Linked DNA regions of Gossypium raimondii: region 2 is linked to region 1. Evidence: chromatin contacts called from public Hi-C data. All regions are on one chromosome and are shown on one strand. The core of a region is the stretch at or near the end of the contact, and the rest is flanking DNA. Distances in the headings are between cores, read along the strand shown.

The links. A called contact is a pair of places that touch in the nucleus more often than the background predicts.
Region 2: a Hi-C map of leaf shows a contact between it and region 1, with 2.4 times the contacts expected there. The contact joins the promoter of LOC105790988 here to the promoter of LOC105790987 in region 1. A contact is called at or near these places in 2 of 2 Hi-C or Micro-C datasets (both in leaf).

Annotation. Positions count from the first base shown.
Region 1 is chr8:20,072,645-20,076,050 of ASM2569854v1, forward strand. LOC105790987 (hypothetical protein) reads left to right here and starts at 1,557. Exons shown (of 9, transcript XM_012618808.2): 1 at 1,557-1,762; 2 at 1,842-1,963; 3 at 2,064-2,173; 4 at 2,361-2,556; 5 at 2,658-2,750; 6 at 3,103-3,162; 7 at 3,286-3,360. The coding sequence starts at 1,690.
Region 2 is chr8:20,272,037-20,275,442 of ASM2569854v1, forward strand. It overlaps LOC105790988 (hypothetical protein), which reads left to right and starts at 1,910. Exons shown (of 4, transcript XM_012618813.2): 1 at 1,910-2,378. The coding sequence starts at 2,088.

The DNA.
Region 1 (3,406 bases), core at 307-2,806:
TTAATATATTTAAACATTTTTATCAAATATTTGGATATCACTCATTTTCTGGCTCACCCAAGATACCATCTTAAAAAATAATTAACGATGTTAAATTATTCTCATAATATGTGAAACTTTAACTATCACTTTGATAAAGAAAATATATATGTATCAAACTAAGAAAAGCTATTTAAGTTCTGATATTAAATTGATAAAGAAAATATATATGTATCAAACTAAGAAAACCTATTTAAGTTCTGATATTAAATTGTATATTACTATAGTATATCTCTTGAACATATGGACGCGAAATTTACAGAAATAATATTAAAATAATAATTTATCACTCAAATAATATAGATTTACTTTTATTTACTCACATAATATGTTTTAATAATAAAAATAATAATTTGAGTTTCTCAATGACCAAATTGACTTGAAATTATAATTTTAAAAATAAAAATTATGAAAAATAAAAGCTCTTTAAAATTTTAAAAATTAAATAAAATATAAAAAATTCTAAAATTTAATGTTATCTAATCCAGACCAAACTAATTGGATAAAAAATTGGTTGAGTTATAGAAGCTAGCTAAAAACTCGATTGCACTAATAGTTGTACCAATTTCAAACTGGTCTGACAAATTAGTTCCCATAATCACTGGCCTGATCGGTTCAAAGCAAATAAATTATAAAAAATTAAAAATTACAAAATTGTAAAAATCAATTCAACTATTTGTTTAAATGATCTTTTAGCCTGGGGTTAAACAATCCGTACTAGTTCATGGGTCAACTAATTTTTAAAATTTTTAAACTTTTTAGCCTTGAACATTTACAATAATTTTCTATTAATTTGGTCCATACTCTTTAAAAGTATTTAAAATATTTTTTCATATTTTAAAAACATAAAAGTTTAAAATTATAATTTTAAAATAAAAATGAAAAACTCTTTAGAATTCAATATTAAAATGTTTTAAAATATAAAAAATTCAAAATTCATTGTTATAAATACCGAACTAGACCAGTTGGATAAAAATCATGGGTCAACCAATTTTTACCTTTCATTAGAACAATACCCCAACCAATTTTCTGGTCTAATTTAGTTTAGATAATATTGAATTTTATAATTTTTATATTTAATTTAAAAAATAATTTTAAAAGTTTTTATTTTCATAATTTTTATTTTTAAAATTATAATTTTAATATTTTACTTTTTAATATTAAAAGAACAATTTAAGTTTACTAATGTCGAAATCAGCATCAATTGGAGACCCAAATTATTTTTTACTATTTCAAAATATATCATTTGGGTAAATAAAAATAGATGTATATTATTTAAGTAATAAATGATTATTTTAGTATTATTTCTGTAAATTTCCCAAGTATGGACCTTTGTCACTTAACACGGTCTAAATTGGATTGTAGTAACAGTTTCCAGGGGCTAGCCATGGCCAAGGGAACATAAACAACAAGGGCCTTGGATCATTATTTGCGGGCTTACAGCAGTTCTCTGTTTGATCCAATTTAAAAATCCATGCCATACTATCCCAATTCCCAAGTGCCAACCAAAATTAAAAAATAAATAAAGTAGAAGAAACTTCAAACTTGTTTTTTCGTAAGCTAAAACCCTACTCAACCCAACTGCAGCTAGCTATACTTGGACGAAAGAGCAGAAGAAGAAATACTACAAGCACTAATTACACAAAACCCATGTCCTCCACCCGATACTCCATCTTAGCATTGGCACTTGCTACTCTGTTTTCTGCTTCTTCAGCTATCTCCTGTATCATCTCTCTCCACCCCCTTTTTATTCTTTTTATTTAATTTGTATCAATGGTGGATGTTGATATTCTTTCTTTCAGTTTATATATGGAAGAAAAATTTGATAGAATGGGATTCAAAGATGAAAGAGCTTCAAAAATCCCTCAATTCTGCTTTGGAAAAATGTGCTGCTGAAAGACAAGGTCGGATTAGGGCTCAACAGGTTCTTCCTTCTTTCTTTTATTGTTTTTATTCTTTATGATGACTGTTAGTTTTCTTTTGGTTTTGTTATTTATTTGTATGAAAAAATCCAACATTTGTAGGCATTGAGGAAAGCAGTAGTCGCTCAACCACAAGCCAAGTCTGAGAATTTAGACATACCATCGTATCCAATGGCACCTATTGGTATCGTTCAATCTTGTTTTTCTACAAGGTGATTTCCAGATGGTGCTTCGTTTAAAAAAAATTTAATGACTGATTGGGTAAATAACATTTTTTATTCTGTTCATAGAAGCTATGCAATAATAACGCTTGCCTTGGTAAATAATCTGATTGAAGCTTACTACTAATTTATCTTTGCTACTCAAGAAAGGTTCCAATTGCTTGTAAAATTTATGTAGGAATGGAACCCCTAGGCAACCTCTACTTGTCCCTCTTGCTAGGGCATGTTTGGTTTTTGATTCAACTAGAGTGCCTCCAGCATCACTTGAGGGTCTCGAGGAATACTCTCATTGCTGGATTATATATGTATTTCATTTGAATACAGATCTGGAAAAGTTATGGAAGCATCCATCTAAATCAAAGTTTAAGGCCAAGGTTTGTGGAACTATAATAATGATATATGTATATTCCTTTCTATCTTTTATGGAACTTTCTTATCATCCTTAGACTTCTATGGAAGGTTGGTCACTTAATAGGTCAGAGTTCCAAGATTGAAAGGAGGAAGGCTGGGAGTTTTTGCTACACGATCTCCACATCGACCGTGTCCTATAGGACTTACTGTAGCAAAGGTATGGAGTCATGTACAAATGTGTTATTGTTGCAACATGTTTACCTATGATTTTTTCTTCAATATATCTAATGGAAGTTTTGTTATCAACACTAAAAGGAGGATCTTTCATAAATATATTCCAATAGCACTTTTCTTAAGGGCTAGTGTTTACTTGAGCTCATAACATTTTCATGTCTCAATTGGCAAAATACATTTCTCTGTTAAAAGAAGCCTTTCAATGTCAATATTTTTGTCTGCCTTGAGTAAATTTCTGATACATCATGGAGGATTTTGGTGAAGCATTGTCGGGATACATGAAATTTGAAATCGAGAGAGATCACTTTAGAACTGATATACTCTTTATATATTAGGTGGAGGCAGTACAAGGAAATATGCTTCTACTCTCAGGAGTAGATCTAGTTGATGGAACAGTAAGCTCACATTTCCTGAACTTTACTGGGAGCTATAATTGGCTTTTTCCGCTTTCCTGTTTTTATGCATTTTCTTGACAGCTATGAATATAAATCATGCTTCATGTATGATTTTGTTAACAGCCAGTGCTGGACATCAAACCGTATCTTCCATATTGTGACAGTATTGAAGGAGCAGTTGTACCTAACTGGGTCATGGTATTTTCTCTTTTATTGTTCTTTAGCTTCCTACTTTATTTATGTA
Region 2 (3,406 bases), core at 660-3,159, 200 kb after region 1:
ACGGGTTAGGGGTGTTACACCAAGGCTTCTTACAGACTTTTCTAAAATCTTGAAGTGAATCAAGGATCTCAATTAGAGGTAATGGAAACTGGTATGCCATGGAGTCACACTATTTCTACAATGTATATCTCTGCTAGCTTTTTCAAAGTATAAGTGGTGCGAACTACTAAGAATTGCGAACTCTTCGTAAGGTAATCCGCAATCACCCACATATCATCTTTCTTTGTCGAAGTCAGGGGAAAGTCTGAAACAAAGTCCATGGTGATCCTTTCCCACTTCCATTGTGGGATTTTAAGTTGTTGTAGCAAGCTTGAAGGGAATTGATGCTCTGCTTTTACTTTTTGACAAACTAAGCACTACGCCACAAAATCTGTGATAGCTTGCTTCAAACAAGGTCACCCATACAGTTCGCAGAAGTCATGGTACATCTTGTTACTACCTAAGTGCATTGTATAAGGACTACTACGAGCTTCACTAAGGATCGCAAGTCGAAGCTCTTTGCCACAGGGTACGCATAGTCTTCCACGAAAATAGAGTATCCCTTCTGTATTTAGTGCGAAGTCCCTATGTATTTCTTGTTCTACTTAGCGAACCCTCTTCGCCAAGTTTTCATTTGTGGTTTGCCTCTTCTTGATTTGTTGTGATAGGGTTGGTTTTACTTGCAGTTCTATGAGCAGTCCCCCATCACTTGTTACATTCAATCGCACAAATAGAGCTCTCAACTCACTCATTGACTTTCTACTTAAAGCATTTACGACCACATTTACCTTTCTAGGGTGAAATTCTATCAAACAATCATAGTCCTTTAGTAGTTTTATTCACCATCTTTGTTGCAAGTTTAATTCCGTCCGCGTGAGCAAATACTTAAGGCTTTTATGGTTAGTGTAGATGGTACATCATTCACCATATAAGTGGCGTCGCCAAATCTTAAGTGCGAACACCACTACTGTTGAACCCAGATCATGGGTTGGGTAGTTTCATTCATGAGGCTTCAGTTGTCTCGAGGCATAAGCCACCACCATTCCTTCTTGCATTAGCACATAACCAAGTTCCATGTGCGAGGCATCATTGTAGACCAAAAAGTCTTTTCAAGGTTCTGGTTGTATCAACACAGGTGCTTTGGTGAGAAAGGCCTTAAACCCAACCTAAATAAAAATGTTAAAACCCGGGCTCAGTCTATCCCGTATTAACATTTTTATATATATTTTTAAAAATATAATATATAAAAAATGCTAAAAATATTAAAATAAAATTTTCCCCGAAAAATTGAAAATAAATTTAAAAAAATATGTGTACTTAAATAACACTAAGATAGGTGCAACTTAACAACCAAATGCCTTTAAAATAATAACAAAATTAACAATAGAACAAAAATTATACAATAACAACAAAATAGTAACAACATAATAGTGAAATGGAAGCAAAATAATGAAAAAAACAAAAAGAAAATAGCAAAATAATATTAGAAACAGCAAAAAAAAACTACAGTTTATTTTTTTTGCATATTCGGGCCGGGCTAAGCCCGGACCAAAAAAGCCTCACCCGATGCCTGACTCATTTTCTAAACGGGCTTTATTTTTTTACCCAAACCTATTTTTCGGACATATTTTTTTACCCAAATCTTATCACTTTTTAAACAGACCTTCGGACTAAGTGGTGTGGCCCATAAGCAATTCTAGGCCTAGTGCCTAGCGGTACTGTAATGTTTACATTTTCAGTGAGGTTTGAAACTTCGAACAAAAACAAAATTCGGCTTCTATTTCTATAACGTTAGCTACATATGGGATGACCCAAAATAAAAAATGGGCTAGAGGTTGATCATTTATTAGGGCCATCAGTCGGAGCTCAGCTTTTAAACTTTAACTATGATTTTGAGCCCAGTCGTAAGGATGGATATACGTATCCTTCAAAATTTTCCAGATGACTTGGAAAAGCTGGAGCCAATCGTGTCTAGCAGTGCGAAAAGAACCTGAAAAACTATAAATTCTAATATATTCCATTATCCTTTTGAGCTTTTGATTCTGATTTCTTAGTATGTCACACCAAATATAGCAAAGGATAACCCCATCACATTTCTTATTTCAAAGATGGCACTCCTCTTCTCGTTACCTCCGCCTTCTTCTCCTTCCTCCTCTTCTCCTTCGTTTTCTTCACATTGTTTTACCATTTCACTCTCTTCCGGCCACCAATCCTGTCGCCGTATCCGGTTTCTGCCAGTCGCAGCTACCACCACCACTCACAATCGTCAGCATTCCATTCCTCTTGACAAGTCTTCGCTAGCTGTTGCTGAAGCGTCGGAGGAGGACCAGCTTTGGGCAGCCGCTTGCCTCCGTGTTCGCTCCTTCTATGACTTCCAGGCTTCCTCCTATGGCATCCATGTGAGACTTTATTTCTTCATTTGGTTTTCAAAATAAAGAAGGAAAAAGAAAAAAGAATTAATGGGTTGCTTTTTTTTTTTTCACTGGAGAGGCATAAAAAAGGTCAACGCCTGAATGTTAATTGTTTGATGAACGATTTCATAGTAATTTGTTTAGGGCATTTTAGAAGTTATCGAAGTTTTAGAGGATTGTAGATATTGATGTTAGTGAAGAGGGAGTTTCGTGTTAGCTCGAATATAGAAATTTTGGTTCCTTTTTGTCATTGCCGTTTTAAATTTGCCATTAATAGAGGTCCTCCGGAGTGTAAAGTGCCTGGTTTTAGAGTTTCATTTGAAAAATCCTTGGGACTGGGAATTGTCGCCTGAGTCTGTCTAATTTCATTTGTATGCAAACGTGCTTGTTTGAGGAAACTGGTAAAATCATAAAAAGACCATTTAAGAACTATGATTATTGGTTAATCTTATCATAGAAGAAATTTCCGAGCAAAACATGCAGAGCTATGCATGTAATGGGTTAAATGTCCAAGACTTTTCCATCCATAGACATCTTCTAGCTGTCTAGAGATTAAACGTACTCTATGGTTTTCGCTTCGTCTAATTATTACCGATATGTCAATAAATTGGTCTTCCAGCTGATAGAGAGGCCCTTTGCATGTTTGAAACTCTTTGTAATTGTACTAACAAGGCTCTAGGCGTAGACAGTTTCATCTATGGCTTTCCTCCATTAACACTGGATACTCATGGACAGGATGTGCTCTGGGGAGACTACATTTTTGGTTCTCTAGATGTATTTTGTTTGCAAGTTCTTGGGCATTATGAATGTGGGTCATATTGATACTTTCCTTCTTTGAGTGGCTTTTGTCGAAAAAACGTTTTGGTCAAAGTTGGTTATGGATTTAGGCAAAAAGTAGTAGAGTTAATCCCTGTTTTTTTTATCGTTGAGGGAGAGAAATGGAAGTGGTTTTCAGGCAAAAGACTAACCCTTTCAAAGCTGTTAGATTCTTGCTTCTACACTCTTGCATTTTTTGT